2 separate regions of the Mus musculus genome follow, and region 2 is linked to region 1. A link is a contact called in public Hi-C data. All regions are on one chromosome and are shown on one strand. The core of a region is the stretch at or near the end of the contact, and the rest is flanking DNA. Distances in the headings are between cores, read along the strand shown.

The links. A called contact is a pair of places that touch in the nucleus more often than the background predicts.
Region 2: a Hi-C map of CD8 T cells shows a contact between it and region 1, with 2.5 times the contacts expected there. The contact joins two enhancer-like sites. A contact is called at or near these places in 2 of 484 Hi-C or Micro-C datasets (CD4 T cells and CD8 T cells).

What each region holds. Positions count from the first base shown.
Region 1 is chr2:126,462,165-126,469,538 of GRCm38.p6, reverse strand. Atp8b4 (ATPase, class I, type 8B, member 4) reads left to right here. Exons shown (of 28, transcript NM_001080944.3): 4 at 6,818-6,931. Among named protein-coding and RNA genes, the nearest start is that of Atp8b4, 26 kb to the left of the region's middle. Within about 2 kb of position 3,043, at least 99 of the 459 cell types and tissues checked have an H3K27ac peak or open chromatin away from gene starts, as enhancers often do. A contact at or near this core is called in CD8 T cells, where this site is marked.
Region 2 is chr2:127,312,220-127,319,593 of GRCm38.p6, reverse strand. No RefSeq gene overlaps it. Among named protein-coding and RNA genes, the nearest start is that of Gm46762, 20 kb to the left of the region's middle. Within about 2 kb of position 4,868, at least 79 of the 459 cell types and tissues checked have an H3K27ac peak or open chromatin away from gene starts, as enhancers often do. A contact at or near this core is called in CD8 T cells, where this site is marked.

The DNA of each region.
Region 1 (7,374 bases), core at 1,794-4,293:
AACACAAAATATTGAAGAATGACATTTTATTTATAAATTATAATAATTTATAAATTATTTTAATGATACAAAAAAAACCCTTTAAAGTCCTCTGACTCCCTCCCCTCACCAACCTAGATACTTTTCTGTTCTAATTTCTGACCCAGTCCTCTGTTTATCCCCTTCTTCCCTGCACTTCTTTGCCAGGCAAAGTACACCCAACAAATAGGATATTGCCTAATCCTGCCTGTGAGGGGGCCTTGGACAGAAAGACCAGGGTTGTTACAGGATCAGGAAGAACCGGAGTGGAGCCACAGAGTTCTGGGGGCTTCCTTCTAATGCCCAGCTCCAACCTTTGAGGGCATCGCTTGAGGCTCTGTTATTTATGTAGAAGCCCGAGGTGAGAAGAGTCCTAGGAAGGATTATTGCTTCGAGTGCCCTTCCTTGTTAACCTGACTCCTCCACTGTGCCTTTGTTATTCTCTTCAATGCTGAGATCCTGAAGTTTGGCCCAGTTTCCAGACTGCACAGCAGTGTGCGCAGGATCTGTTTGGTTCTAATAAAAATCAACTTCGTGTGGACTTTATGCTCCCAAACCTCTCTGGAGTTAGGAAGATGAGCCCAACTGAGCTAGCTTTAACATCAACCCGATGCAGGGCCTGCTTTGCTCCCAGAAGGCTCTGAAGCTCTGAGATGGACTGTGGCCAAAGCCAAGGGCCTGTCCCTAGTTGAGGCTGGATATGTCAGCAGGAGGCACAAAAACACCCTGGCAAAGCAGAAGCAAGAGTCAGCAGACCAGTAGCAAAGCTCCCAGAAAGGGTCCCTGAAGCCCAGTCTTACTTTACTCTTTCTTGTCTTTTGAACCCCGCCCCTTTATAAATCAGTGGGAATTTGAAGTACTTTTTCAAACGTCACAAAAGAGAAGTTAACATTGCGTTTGGAACTATCTAAAATGTTTTAAGTGTCTATGCACCTGGACAGACAAACAAAAGAAGTAGTGTGATTAAATTAACCTCAGAGGAGAATGTAATCTGTTCCCCTGGTAATTGTCCAAATTAGTCTTTTGTCGATAAATCATTATTCATAGGACATTACTAGTTCTAGTATAGGCTTTCAGATGCTGAAACACTAAACTGATGCCTGAGGGTGGAAAAGGGAAGGTAGTTGTCATGGCTGTCTGGCAGCTTGGGAAGGGCTCTTCTTGACACTGCTTGGATGGGAAATGATCTCCCAAGCAGCGTGATGACACTGGATTCAGGCTGAAAGTGACGGCTCGGGCTGATTGAATTAATGTGAACCTTTCGCTGCACTGCACAGATCAGAGGATCCTTTCCCAAGAGGCAGTCTGGGGATTCCATATTTCTGATTCACCTGCACAAACACAGTGTTTTAACATGGGACTCTATGAAGTGTCCTGTTTGGCCTCAGCCCTCAAAACAGCTCTCAGCCTTGGTTTCTATTTCCTCATTTGTAAAAAAACGGTGTGGAGACACTCTGGCTCCCTAGATGGTCTGAGGATCATACACTGTGCTTGGCACATGGCAGGCGGCAACACCTCTCATCTGTGGTGAAACTGTCACCCTGAGAGCCAGCCGTGCTCTTCCATCCTTCCTGTGGTCTTTGTCTTTGATCTCAATAGAGATTGCCCAACACAATCCCCATTTGTGAAATGAAACTGAAACTCCAGGTATACCCATACACAGATAACAGGTATTCTTTGCTGTAGATACAATACGTGTGTATGGACAGACACACACACACAAGTATACATGTGTATGTATCACATAATCCTACATATATGCACATATGTGTATACATGTAAAAATACTTGTATGTATATATTATCCTTACCATAGACATACATCTATAGTAAAGAAAATCTGCATTAAGCATGAGTTATCTCAACTTTAAGCTTTTAGCTAAAATACACCTAAATTTTTTCTTTTTTCTATTTTTTTTTGTTGTTAACACAAGGGATTCTTTTGCGTACAGTCTCATCAGGTTAATCTTTCAAAATAATATATTTTTATTAATTCTTTGAGAATTTCTCTAATGTATTTTGACCATATTCACCCCTCACCCTTAGTGACTTGAGGTCCTGTTAACTAGGAGAGTCGTGTGAGAAGGCTCCCTAAGGTGAACCTTCTGTGCTGGCTGCCAACGTTTGCACAGCAGGGGTCACTTCATTAAATAATGTCACCAGTTTACAAGTTTCTTTTCTGTTTATTCCTGCCTTTCTCCCCCACAGATAGAACGCAGCCTTACTCTGTGTATAGATTTCTGTCTATATTGTAGTCTAGGCGGCCCTTTACAAACAGGAGCTGAAGAGTGAGTGACTGTTAGGGGTGGCGTTCCCACAGCTCCTTCTCCCTACAAAAGGACATTTTGCTCGCAGCCTGGACCCTGGCTGAGGAGAATGCTGTGATGCTGCTGGTAGCCACCATCTCTAACTCCCTCTCCACACAGCCCCTTCTGCAGCGTGTGTCAGTGCATTCTCACTCTCCATCTTCCCATTCTGAGCCCGGAGGAATCGCACCAGGCAACATTTGACTACCATGGAGGAGCTTTGGTATCAGAGAGGCAGGTGCCACCAGACCTGACTGTGCAGCCATGTGCCCCACCGTGCATCCTTTGGAGAAGCCTTGCGTAAATGTGGGTGTTTCACATATTTCCTGAGTGGTACAATTGTCTTCTGGCCACTTCCTCCTTTCTGAAAAGCAGTCTGTGGGTGGGCACAGCTCTTTGCTTTTAATTCCACAGTTTAGAGATTCTTGTTCCCTTGGCGGGGTTCTTTATTTCCCTGGAATGTAGAGTGGATCATAGCAACACGACACATGAGTTTTCCTGTAGCAAGAAGAGGTAGACATTTGTATAGTTGTCATGACATACAAGTGTCTCATCAGACGAAGAAAGCGGTCTCCATAATGTTGAAATCATGGGACTCTTACAAAAGCTCCCGGGGGTTGGCTTGTGGCATTCACAGAAACACACAGTGTTTCCGACAACCCCTGAGCTATGGAGGGCTACACTCCATGATGCAGGTTACACTCTGTGATGCAGTCAGTGTGTTAGGCATGAGCAGACATAAAGTCATGCCTTACACGGAACAGGAATGAACCTCGAATGTATTAGTAATGCTTATGTTTGATGTTAGGTTGGAGGAAAAAAAACCCCTCAAACTAACTTAGACCGTAGCAAATGTGAACACAGTGTGGTGAAAAAGCAGGTGGGGGATAGTGGAGCCTCGGGGAAGGCCTGCTCTAGTTGCTCTCTCTCTTTTTAGATTTTATTTCTTTCCTGTCAGGGTCTCAATACAAGGCTTCAAACTCACTAAAGTTCCAGACTGACTGGAACTTTCCACCTTCTTGCCTCCACCTCCTGAGTGCTGAGAACGTGGGTCCCACCATACTCAGCTGAGAATGTGGGCATGTCCCACTGCACTCACTGCTGAGAACCTGGGCATGGGCCTCCATACTCATGTCCAGTATATATCTATATATACACACACACCACACACACACACACACACACACACACACACACACACACACACACACAGACACACACACACACACACACACACACACACACACACACACACACACACACACACCACACACACCCTAGCCCTGGTTTAAGTGAATCTGAGCCTGACCCGGAAGTTGTAGATGGGAGTTGAACTCTTCATGATGGAGCATGTGTTGGAGGTGATTGAGAAAAGAGTCAAAAGTACCTGCTGCGTACAGGATTGGGTTTGGAGTATAAAAAGCGTGTGCGTGCATGCGTATATGTGTGTGTGTGTGTGTTTGTGCATGGTGCATTTATGATGTGTGCGATGCATATATATGTGTATATAGACAACACACACACATATTGCTGAGATGTCACACATTAGTTTTGCTTCTGGCTGAATTGGCCCCTCTGTTGTGCTGTGGCATTTGGGCTGAGGCCTTAATGTATGGATGTAGCCATCCAGGGCTTTCTCTTTCCCATTCGTACTGCACAGGAAGTGTTTGAGATAGTCCTGGTTCACCATGAGCAACGAGCAGAAGCAGACTCAGGTTAGAAGAGTAGCAGGAACAAGAAATACACACTTGCTGGGTGAAGTCATAGACTAGAGTTTTTCTTGTTGTGTCAGAATTTGTTCCATCTAGTACATTGTATTCAGGAATCCCTTTGGGGTTATTTCAGGAACCTCTCATGAAATCCCATGCTTGTATAAATATATTGACTTAGCAAAATACTTGTAGTTCAAGGTCTTATCTCCATGATGGTCCTCTAAATATGTGTGAGCTGTTTCCAGGGAACCCCCAAGGAAGGTCCCCAAGGCTTTGGTGTCAGTTTAGCAGCACTTGCTGTGGGTTTTTTATTTTATTTTTTTATTTTATTGGCTCTGTTACGTTCAGCAATATAGTTATATGGCATGTAAGAATCCCATTGTCACAGCCTTCCAGGTTGCTGGCATTTTCTTCAGAGGCATTACCTGTCTGTGAAGAGCTTTCTAGTATCACTTTATTCCTCTGCTGGAGTGGCCAGTAGTGAACGGATAAAGGCTCCTGGTCACTGAGCTCCTGTTTGAAGCTGAAAAGAGGGTCTAGTTATCCACTCTATCTGCATTGCTCCTCGACAGGGGCAGTGGGATTGCTCTCACAGGGGACTGCCAGGGGGCTCTGAGGAAGTCGTAATTGTACACCAAGCCAACAGCCACTAGGACTGGAACTGAGGCTCCATGAGGGAAGAGGGAGATATACTGTTATCTTCAGTAAGAAGGTAGCAGAAGGCTGGGGATGGGGAGTGAGGCAAATGAGAGCTGATTACTCTGTAGAGTCAGGGACACTGCTTGTGCTGGAAAGCAGCAGCAGCAGCAGCAGCAGCAGCAGCAGCACAGAGGTGAAGGGGGTGGAGGCTCCACGTGCAGAGTCCCCATCTGGCAGCTATGGAACCTTGTGTAAAATATTCTCTTTGAACCTTGGTTTTTCCTGTAATGGAATGGAATAACTAGTACCCATTTCACAAGAATGTTCTAAGGATAGAACAAGTTACCAAAGGTCAAGTTCTTAGAACTCATGGCAAGTGCTTGGTAAATATTAGCTGTCACCACCACCACCACCACCACCACCACCATTCACAGTTATTCTCTATACCACCAACTTGCTTAAACCTCTCATCACAGCCAATAAAACACCCCTCATCCTTACTCTATTGATTCTGTATTTCATCAAGTCTTATTATCTCAATCTTGTTATGTTATCTTTGTGAGCGAGATAAGCCTCAGGGGAACATAGATAAATAGATTTATGAGTGATTAAATAAAACATTCATTGTATCTTCAAAGAGTCATACAGAAATAAATATAACATTGAATATCTAGTATATAGAGAGTATGTGTGTACATATACACATGTGTGCGATATACCTTTATTTACTTACTTATTTTTGAGGCAGGGACTCTCACAGGCTGTAGCTTGACAAGTAGGCTAGGCTGGCTGTCCAGTGATTACAAGTGCACCTTTCTCCCCACCCCCATTTCTATACATGGGCTCTGAGGGTGGAAGTTAAACCTTTGTGTTGCAAGGCAAACGCTTTAATAACTGAACTGTTCCTCAGACCCCTGCATTTCCTATAACAACAGAATAGAGAGCTTACACCAATCTGTAGAAAGGCCATTGGCTGTGCACCAGGCTTTATTATTTCAGTAATATTTTCTTTTCCCATGGTCTTGTCCTTTTAAATGTATTTGTCTTTATCCTTATAAGAATACATAAATCACATGTATTTGAAATTTTCTGATGGCACAAAGAAGGAATCATAAGTTAACATGATAGTTTAAGGACACATGAAAGACTTTTCATATTAGTATTAAAAGTAAATACTTAGGGAAGAAAGCCATATAGTGGTAGCTCCTTTACAAATGACCTAATGGTCATTTCAGGTGATTAAAACTCAACATGGAAACACAGTGAGGTGCGGTTTCCAAAATGCTAGTGAAATGCTAGGGTGACTTAATAGAAGAGTCCAGAATACATGACAGCTAAGTCCAGTTCTTGAGCCATGCCTGTGCTTAGTATTTGGATGTAGGCACTGTGTCTTAACACAGATGTAGAGAAGCTGGGATGGATTCTGAAGAGGGTGGCCAGGAAGGAATTGCTATAAAAGGTCATGGAGAATCTTTGAGGTTTGGGGTTGTGGGTCAGAGACAGAAAGTGTAGTGTGTTCTGTGAACAGCCTTCAAATATTGGAATACATCACCGGGAAAGGCTTGGTCTAAGAACCCTGAGGGACAAGTCTTGGCACAGAGCAAGAGATTACAGTGAGGTAAAATTACTTTTTCTTTGTCATAAAGATTGTTTCTGGTAATTCCTTTCCAAAGTAAGGACAGGCTGCCTTGTAAGCAGTGGGTTTCCCACCCCAGAAGATCTCTTGACGTAGAAATCCCTTGTCATTTTCCCAAATGGATCATACTTTGGGGAGGTAGACCAGACTGATCATCATCTATGTGCTCCAACATGAGCTCAGGGATCCTCAAGCAGCAGAGTGGGTGCTTCTGCAATGTCTACCAAAGACTGGGCAAGAGGAGAAACATCTCAGAAGCCAACCTGTGTGTGATAAGCCGTGACTCTGTGGGTCATACGACACTCAGTCTTTTTTTTTTTTTCGCCTAGTATTAAGACAATGTTATCTTGGGAAATGGAAAGGTGTTGGGGCATGGAGCTTTGGACTTCCTAGACAACTAACTGTTCTATCTTGTTCTGGCATGATCTGTGCTCAGCTTTGTCTGTGTAAATGTTATAATGGACAATGCCTCCCTGCAAGTTAACATGATGTTATTTATTTTTCAGGACAATCGTATCCATACGTCCAAGTACAACGTTCTCACATTTTTGCCAATTAATTTATTTGAGCAGTTACAAAGAGTGGCAAATGCCTACTTTCTTTTCCTTCTGATACTACAGGTAATCTTTAAGCTGTATTTCTTCATTAGCTATTTTTTGAAAGTATTATATAATTCCAAAACACATGTTAATTTACTTAGTTAAATTGTTCATGATTGTATAAGACTAATATTACTAGATTTTTTGTGTTATTACTACTTTTTTCTCTTAAAAACAAGGCAGGGCTGAGAATAGGTAAACCAAAAACTGCATTTTTATTGACTTAAGACACCTAGGTCATTTTAATATGTACCTTTATTTGAACTATGTAAGAGCCTCAATTTTGTTTGAATCATATAGAGGTCTGATAATTGCTACTCATGGCCTTCTTCCTTTCCTTCTCCTTCTCCTACATTGGCGGAGTGGGGTTTCACTCCTAAGACTATAAAGTTGTGGAACTGACTTTGTCAAATTTCCCTTTAATCTAAGAACAATGATACATTGTGTGCATTTATAAAGGAAAT
Region 2 (7,374 bases), core at 3,619-6,118, 850 kb before region 1:
GCTGAAGAGGAGAACCAGCTCTACAAAGATGTCCTCTGACGCCCACAGTGCACCTCATCATGTCTCTCTCTCTCTCTCTCTCTCTCTCTCTCTCACACACACACACACACACACACACACACTGATCATTCACTTTTGTAGATGTGTGTCTGTCTGAGTCCCCCGGAGCTGGAGTCACAGGCACTACCTGCAAGCCATCTGATGTGGGTGCTGGGAACTGAGCTACAGGGTCAATCTGTGTGCTTAACTAGAGAGCCATCCTTCAGCCCCAGTGATAATACATTTTTTTTATAAAGTCACAGCGACAGCCCAAACCCTGAGCAGGTTCTTTCCCACACCCTTCCTGAGAGACCATGGTTTCCTGTGTTATGTGCTTCCTCGTTTGTGATGTGGATACGACTGGTTTGCTCAGACACAGATGTGTCCCTGGTAGTCTTTGGTGGAGGAGTTGACAGACATCACCTCCAGCTTAGTTCCTGCCCCAGCATCCAGAATTAACTTTCTAAACTATATTTCTTGTCATTCCTCTGCTTAAAACTAGTCTGTCCGTTTTCTAATGCTATAACAATACCTGCAGCCAGGTAACTTATAAAGGAGAGGCTGATGTTGGCTTGACTGATGTTCTGGAGGCTGGAAAGCAACAGGGGCTTTGCTCTGCTTCAGCTCATGGCAGCAAGCAGGACAACAGATGGATATGTGAGAAAGAAACGGAACCCCACCATACCTAACCCATCCCTTCAAGGAAGGCATAATCCACTCATGAGGGGTTCCATGACTCCCATTCTTCCCACAGGCTCCTGCTCCCAACACTGCCGCCCTGAGAATTGTAGAGCCAACACACTTGAGTGAGACGGACCCTCAAACCACAGCAGAGAGGTTTCATTTGACAGTAACTGAGGGACAGCCGCTGAGCACTAGGTAGGAGTTCAAGGTTGGCATGGAGGCTCACCTCAAAGCTCACAGGCATTGGCTCCTTCCATCCTTACCTCTGCAGTATGTGGTACCCATGTTCAAGTTTGCCTCATAGTCTACAATACCTGCTGCAGCTCCTGCTAGCTCACTGACACTTCAGCTAATAAAAAAGAGAAAGGGGAAAAGAAAGATCTCTCTTTAAGAACTTTCAGAGGAGATTATTGACACTTCTGCTTATATACCAAGGTCCAGAACGTGATCGCCTGGCCACACTTGACTATGTGGAGAGCTGTGCTTGCCTATTGCTAGCCTATGCACACGGCTCTCTGCCCAGCAAGACTGCCATGAGACTGCCAACACTCAACACTCAGCCAGGTCACAGGAAGTGGGTTCTTAGAACACTAGACATCTTAGCAGTGAAATATAAAAACTTAAAAGTGGCCAAGCCCGTCACACTGTTGAGTGAAGTGCTCCTTGGAGGAGCAAGACATACAAGGATAACTATGGCTCCCTGTTCCAGGAGTGATGGCCCTTCATAGAAGAAAGAGATGAAGAAAAAGGCAAGAAAATAACCCTAACTCCTAAGCCTAACCCTAACCTCTAACCCTAAACCCCAATCCTAACCCTAACCCATAACTCTAACCTCTAACCCTATTCCTAACCCCTAACCCTAACCCCCAGCCCCATCGCTAACCCTAATCCTAACCCCTAACCCTATCCCTAACCCCTAACCCCCAGCCCTATCACTAACCCTAATCCTAACCCCTAACCCTATCCCTAACCCCCTGACCCTAACCCTAATCCTAACCCTAATCCTAACCCCAAACCCCTAACTCTATCCCAAACCCCAGAGAAGTCAGCAATGTAAGCAAAATTGAGATCATACACAAATCTTTGTCTTTTCATATCCCAGAAACTTCAGGTAGAAATGATGATCAAAGCCAGGCGTGGTGGCACATGCCTTTAATCCCAGCACTTGGGAGGCAGAGGCAGGAGGATTTCTGAGTTCGAGGCCAGCCTGGTCTACAGAGTGAGTTCCAGGACAGCCTGGGCTATACAGAGAAACCCTGCCTCAAAAAACCAAAAAAAAAAAAAAAAAAAAGAAAAAAAAGAAATGATGATCAAAAAAATGTTACCTCAGCCAGACAGTAGTGGTATATGCCTTTAATCCGAGCATTTAGTGGGCAGAGGCTGGTGGGTCTCTTAAGTTTGAGGCCACCTTGATCTACAGAGTGAGTTTCAGGACAGCCAAGGACACACAGAGAAACCCTGTTTCAAACAAAACAAGGCAAACAAGCAAAGTTATCTCTAGGACACTGAGGCTAAACCCCAAAGGATTCTGTGAGAGCTAGACACGGAGCTCTGCAGTGTGGCTGCAGAGTAAACAGAGCTGCTGAGGTCAAAGGGGATTGTTTCCTGTCCAGTGTCTTGGTCTTAAAAACTAAAGAAGCTTAGTCCATTATCATCATAGCAGGGTCCCTGGCAGCATGCAGGCAGACATGGAGCTGGTGCAGTAGTTCAGAGCTTTACATCCTGATCCGAAGGCAGCAGGAAGGGAAGAGAGCCTGGGCCTGGTATGGATAGGAGGGCAGGTTTTAAATCACTGTTCATGTTAAAAGTTTCCAGCACTTTTGGACAATGCCTGGCATATAGTAAACACCTTTGAGGCCATTCTGAGCCAGGAGGGTGTGGTGGAAATGGCTTCCATCATTACTGACTAGGAAGGAAAGAGCCTTCCTATAGCCTTCAAAGGCTCTGTCAACTTCCTAAGGTTCTGAATGCTCAGGATAGCTCCAAACTTTGGGAGCTATATGAACTAAAGAGAAGAAAGAAGGTGTAAACTAGGAAAGTAAAGATGTGAGCTATTTCAAAATCAACGAACTGATCATCAATAAAGTGAAGAAGAATCAAGCATACTGTGTTCCCAGGAGTGGGGAGGTTACAGGCTGAGGTGTGAAAGAATGTCAGTGTACCCACTGAATGAGAAGAGTATGTCACCCGTTAGGATGGCAGGCACACGGCCAGCACACTGGGCAAAGCAGGTAGATGAGAGAACAGGGCCCTCTGCTAGGAGTGTTCTGAAGACACTGTTGGAACACCAGTGGTGTAAAGGCAGAGACTCGTATGAAGACTTCCAACTTAGCATGGTCTCTGTCAGGGGAAATGAAAAATGATTTTTATTGTCCTTGAAAGGCTCTATTTGAGAAGATAATGAGAGAGGGCGAGGTGGCTCAGTCTTTCTGCCAAGACTGAGGGCCTGAAAGCTACCCCAGGAACCCACATGGTGGAAGGATAGAACCAGTGCCACCAAATTGACTTCTGACAGCCACAAGTGTGGGAGAACTTGTATGCACATGCCCCATACTAATGCATTATCATCATCATGTTGACTTTATACCTACGTATTCCTAAAATTCCTTCCCTGAAAGAAACATATACAATGTCTAACCCCTTCTCCTAAGGTCTCAAAACCAGACTGAGGCACCATCTCACCAAAGTTCACTCTGGAGAAGCAATGAGTTTAATGGACTTCCTTATAAGCCATAGATGAGGGGCTGCTTACAAGGGTGTGTCCCACTCCCTGCCCCCTACTCCCACCCTACCTGGAAAGGCTTTACCCAGCAGGGATGAGGACTTCGCTCCCCATATACTCTAGTTCCTCTCAGAGGCCACATCAATTAAGACAGAGTTGCATATGTAACAGGTAGTAGGGAGCAACTGGATACTCTGAGGGAGGTTTCATGATCTCTCCATGAGGGACAATCATTTTGTAAGAAGGCACAGTTGGACTCCCCAGGATAGTGGTTGTTTGGTTCAGAGGACGGTCACTCAGACCACTGATCTAAAAGAAAACCCAAGCCAAGCTGGAAAAAGGATGCTTCAAAACTAGGGTCATAGCTGGGCAGTGGTAGCTTGTGCCTTTAATCCCCGCTCGCAGAGGCAGGTTCGATCGAGGCCAGCCTGGTCTATGTAATGAGTTCCAGAATAACAAGGCTACACAGTGAAACCTGTCTCAGGAAAGAAAGAAAAAAAAAAGGTCTTAGTGTACAATGTTGTCTCAAATATAAATAATAAAAGAGAAAGGTCTAGATTCTATATGAAACTGAATAGGAATGGGTTTCTGATGGGAGAGTCTGGTGTTAAGCCAAGTGAGAAGCCTTGGTCCATCAGATGGCTGATGGTGATTTGGGGAGCTATAGGGACTTTCAGGGACTCAACCCCTCAGCTGAGTAGAGAAGCCAGGTTAGAAAGCTGTGCCAGAAAAACCCCATGTAAGTCAAAGGAGTGGGCTCTTGCGGGCAGAAGGCCTTGGTGACACACTGTAGGCTCACAACATCCCCTCACCTTCACATATACACAGACACAAACATACAGACTCACACACACTTACATGCACATACACAAGCACATGTACTCATGCACACATGCACACACACTTGTACACACACCTGCCCATCCTCTGAGACTCCTCTTAGGCCTTACTTCTTCCCAGAAGCCTTTGCAGATGCCCAGGCTGAATCAAAGGCTTGTCCCTGAGCCACCCAGAGCCTAGGTTCTGCCCCTTTTAGGCTTTATTCTATGTCCACCCACCAGGGCTCCCTGACATCGGGGAGTAGGCCTTGGCAGTTCTGCTTTGTCACACCAGCTAGTGCCTGGATGTCACTGTTTTTCCATTCATTGGATGGATGGACAGCCCACTCTGCCTGCCTCGGTTTATGTTCAGGTTCACCTTGAATACCAGGCTTCCCTGGGGAGTCAGGAACACTAGTTAATCTCAACCCTCTGAAAGGTCACATCCCGTCCTTCTTTCAACAGACACCCTCTCCCCTGCCCCAAGCCCAGGGGTCAGACCATGCTCTGAAAGGGAGCCAAGCAAGGCTGGGGGGGGGGCTGGTTATCAGCAGGATGTGATGACACCCACACAGCCCAGGGTCTTTTTCCACAGCTAAGAACACACAGTGCCAAGTGGCCCCTTCTGCTGGAAGCCACCTTATTTTTCACACCCCCCTCTCTGCTCACATCCTGTTTCCGACCCTCTGACAAAACTGGGCCCCACGCCCTGGGCCCCCACCCTGCCTCCTGGGTTTTCACGTGGCTTTTCTGAGGTAAAGGCAGGCCACAGATCTCTTGGTTTTAAGCTTCTTGGTGGCTTGAGGAATTTACTGCTGAGGTGACAGTCTCAAATGTGTCTAGTGTGGCCACTTGGGGTAGCCTCCTCATAGGTCGTCGGTGAGGGTGAGAGTGAGGAGGGTAAGAATTAGGTGAAGGCTGAAGATACAGGCTGGAAGCTAATGGACACTAACACACTGTATGGCTTCAAGCAGGATCTTTTAGCAGGCTGAAGCTCCCTTGGGCTACAGGAGTCCCGCAGCGGTGGCCTCTTGGTGTGAGCCAGACCAAGAGAATCCACAGGATGGACCAGAGAGGCCTTTGAGGCCAGAGGACAAGAGCCTCCAAATCTGCTTCTTCCTGCCTCTACTATACAACATCCGCTATTTTCTATAATTCCCAGAAATCCATCCATAGGCCACTGTGGGGCCACTTCCCTCACACCAGCCCTTTGACTCAGTTCAAAGAGACAGGAAGAGATGGGAAATGACTGGGAACAAAGGCCTGATACTTTCCCAGCAGGCCTGGCAGGACCCTGGGAGTGTCTGCTGCCCTCCTCAGGCAGCAGGAGGTTCGCTCCTCCTCTTCCCTGTCTCCCCTGGCTGATTCCACCAACCTCTCTCACTGCCCTTAGCTCTCTTCTCCTCGGCTTCTCTCCTTCCAGGGCAGAGTAGGAGAAGCTGCCCCCCCCGACTGTAGTCAGGCCTGTTTTGAGTATGGCTGAGGTTGATGGTCTCAGATCTCCTTGCTAAGTGAACAGTGTTCTGGTCTGTGTAGCTGACAGAAACATGTGAGTAAGTCAATCATATTGGTGAGCGCAAGCCATGAGCACATGGCCAAGGTCATTGTGTCCACCCAAGGTAAGAAGACATGTGAAACTCTAAATTAACTAAAGGGCCATCAAAAAAAAAGTACTTTTTCCATTGTTTGTTCTGAGACAGGGTCTCACTCTACAGCCTTGGCTGTTCTGAATTCACTTTGTAGACCAGGCTGGTCTTGAACTCAGAAGTATCCATCTGCCTCTGCCTCCCAAGTGCTGGGATTAAAAACATGTTGCACCACACTCGGCTAGATTTTTCAAATACTTTTATTTGTACATTAAATTATACACACACACCATATGAGTACCCTAGGAGACCAGAAGAGGGTGGTGGGTCTCCTGGCAACTGGAGGTTGTAAGCTCCCTTGCATGAGTGATGAGACCCTAACTGAAGTCTTCTGGAAGAGTAGTAAATACTCTTAACCACTGATCGATCCATCTTCAGTCCTTAGACAAAAGTTTCTTAGGACACAAAAACACAACATAAAAGTAAAAGTTGATAAATTGGTTTCCCTCAAAATTGAAGTCTTCTGGTTTTTGGAAAAGATCATAAAAACTAAAAAGTCAAGTCACAGACAAAAAGAGTATTATAAACACACATGCATGCAAAGGACTTTCACTCAAGATATATCAATATACCGCTTGACAAGGAAGCGACAGTCTGAAGATGGGCAAAGGCTGTGGAGAGGCAGCCCCTTAAAGGAGGTACAGAAAAGCAGACAACTGCCGTCATGAAGCATCAGGAAAGTGCAAACCAAAACCATAGTGAGACACCACTTCATACAAAAACAACAACGGAAAGGTAATGAATGGTGTGGAGTTGGCAGGAAAATATTTCTGGTATGAGTGTAGAATGGTACAGTTGCTTTGGAAAAAATTTGGTGGTTCCTCCAAATTTAACCAAATTCTGTGTTAAACACAGAATAACCACATGACCCAGCAATTCTAATCCTAGTTCTAACCAAGAGAACTGTAAGCCAGGTCCACACAACACTAGTATGTTCAGAATGGTATAATTTGTAGCAATTCCTCTCCTCTCAAAAACAAAAATAACCCAAATGACAAGCAACTTGGAAATGAATAAAAGGTAGCATAGCCATAAAGTAGAATATTACATGACTAGAAAAAAGAATGAAGCCAGGCAGTGGTGGCGCACCCCTTTAATCCCAGCACTTGGGAGGCAGAGGCAGGCAGATTTCTGAGTTCGAGGCCAGCTTGGTCTACAAAGTGAGTTCCAGGACAGCCAGGGCTACACAGAGAAACCCTGTCTTGAAAAAAAAAACAAAAACAAACAAACAAAAAACAAAACAAAACAAAAAAAGAATGAAGGTTCCAGACAGCTAAAGCTACAGAAAGACCCTGTGTCCAAACAAACAAAGAATAAAGTACAAATAATGGTGTAACATGGAAGAGACTTGAAAACATTATGTTAAACAAAATAAGCTAGGCACAAATACACATGCACAGATTGGGAGGTGGTTAGAATGAGAATGGCCCCATGGGCTCACAGTTCAATGCTTATGTCTCCAGTG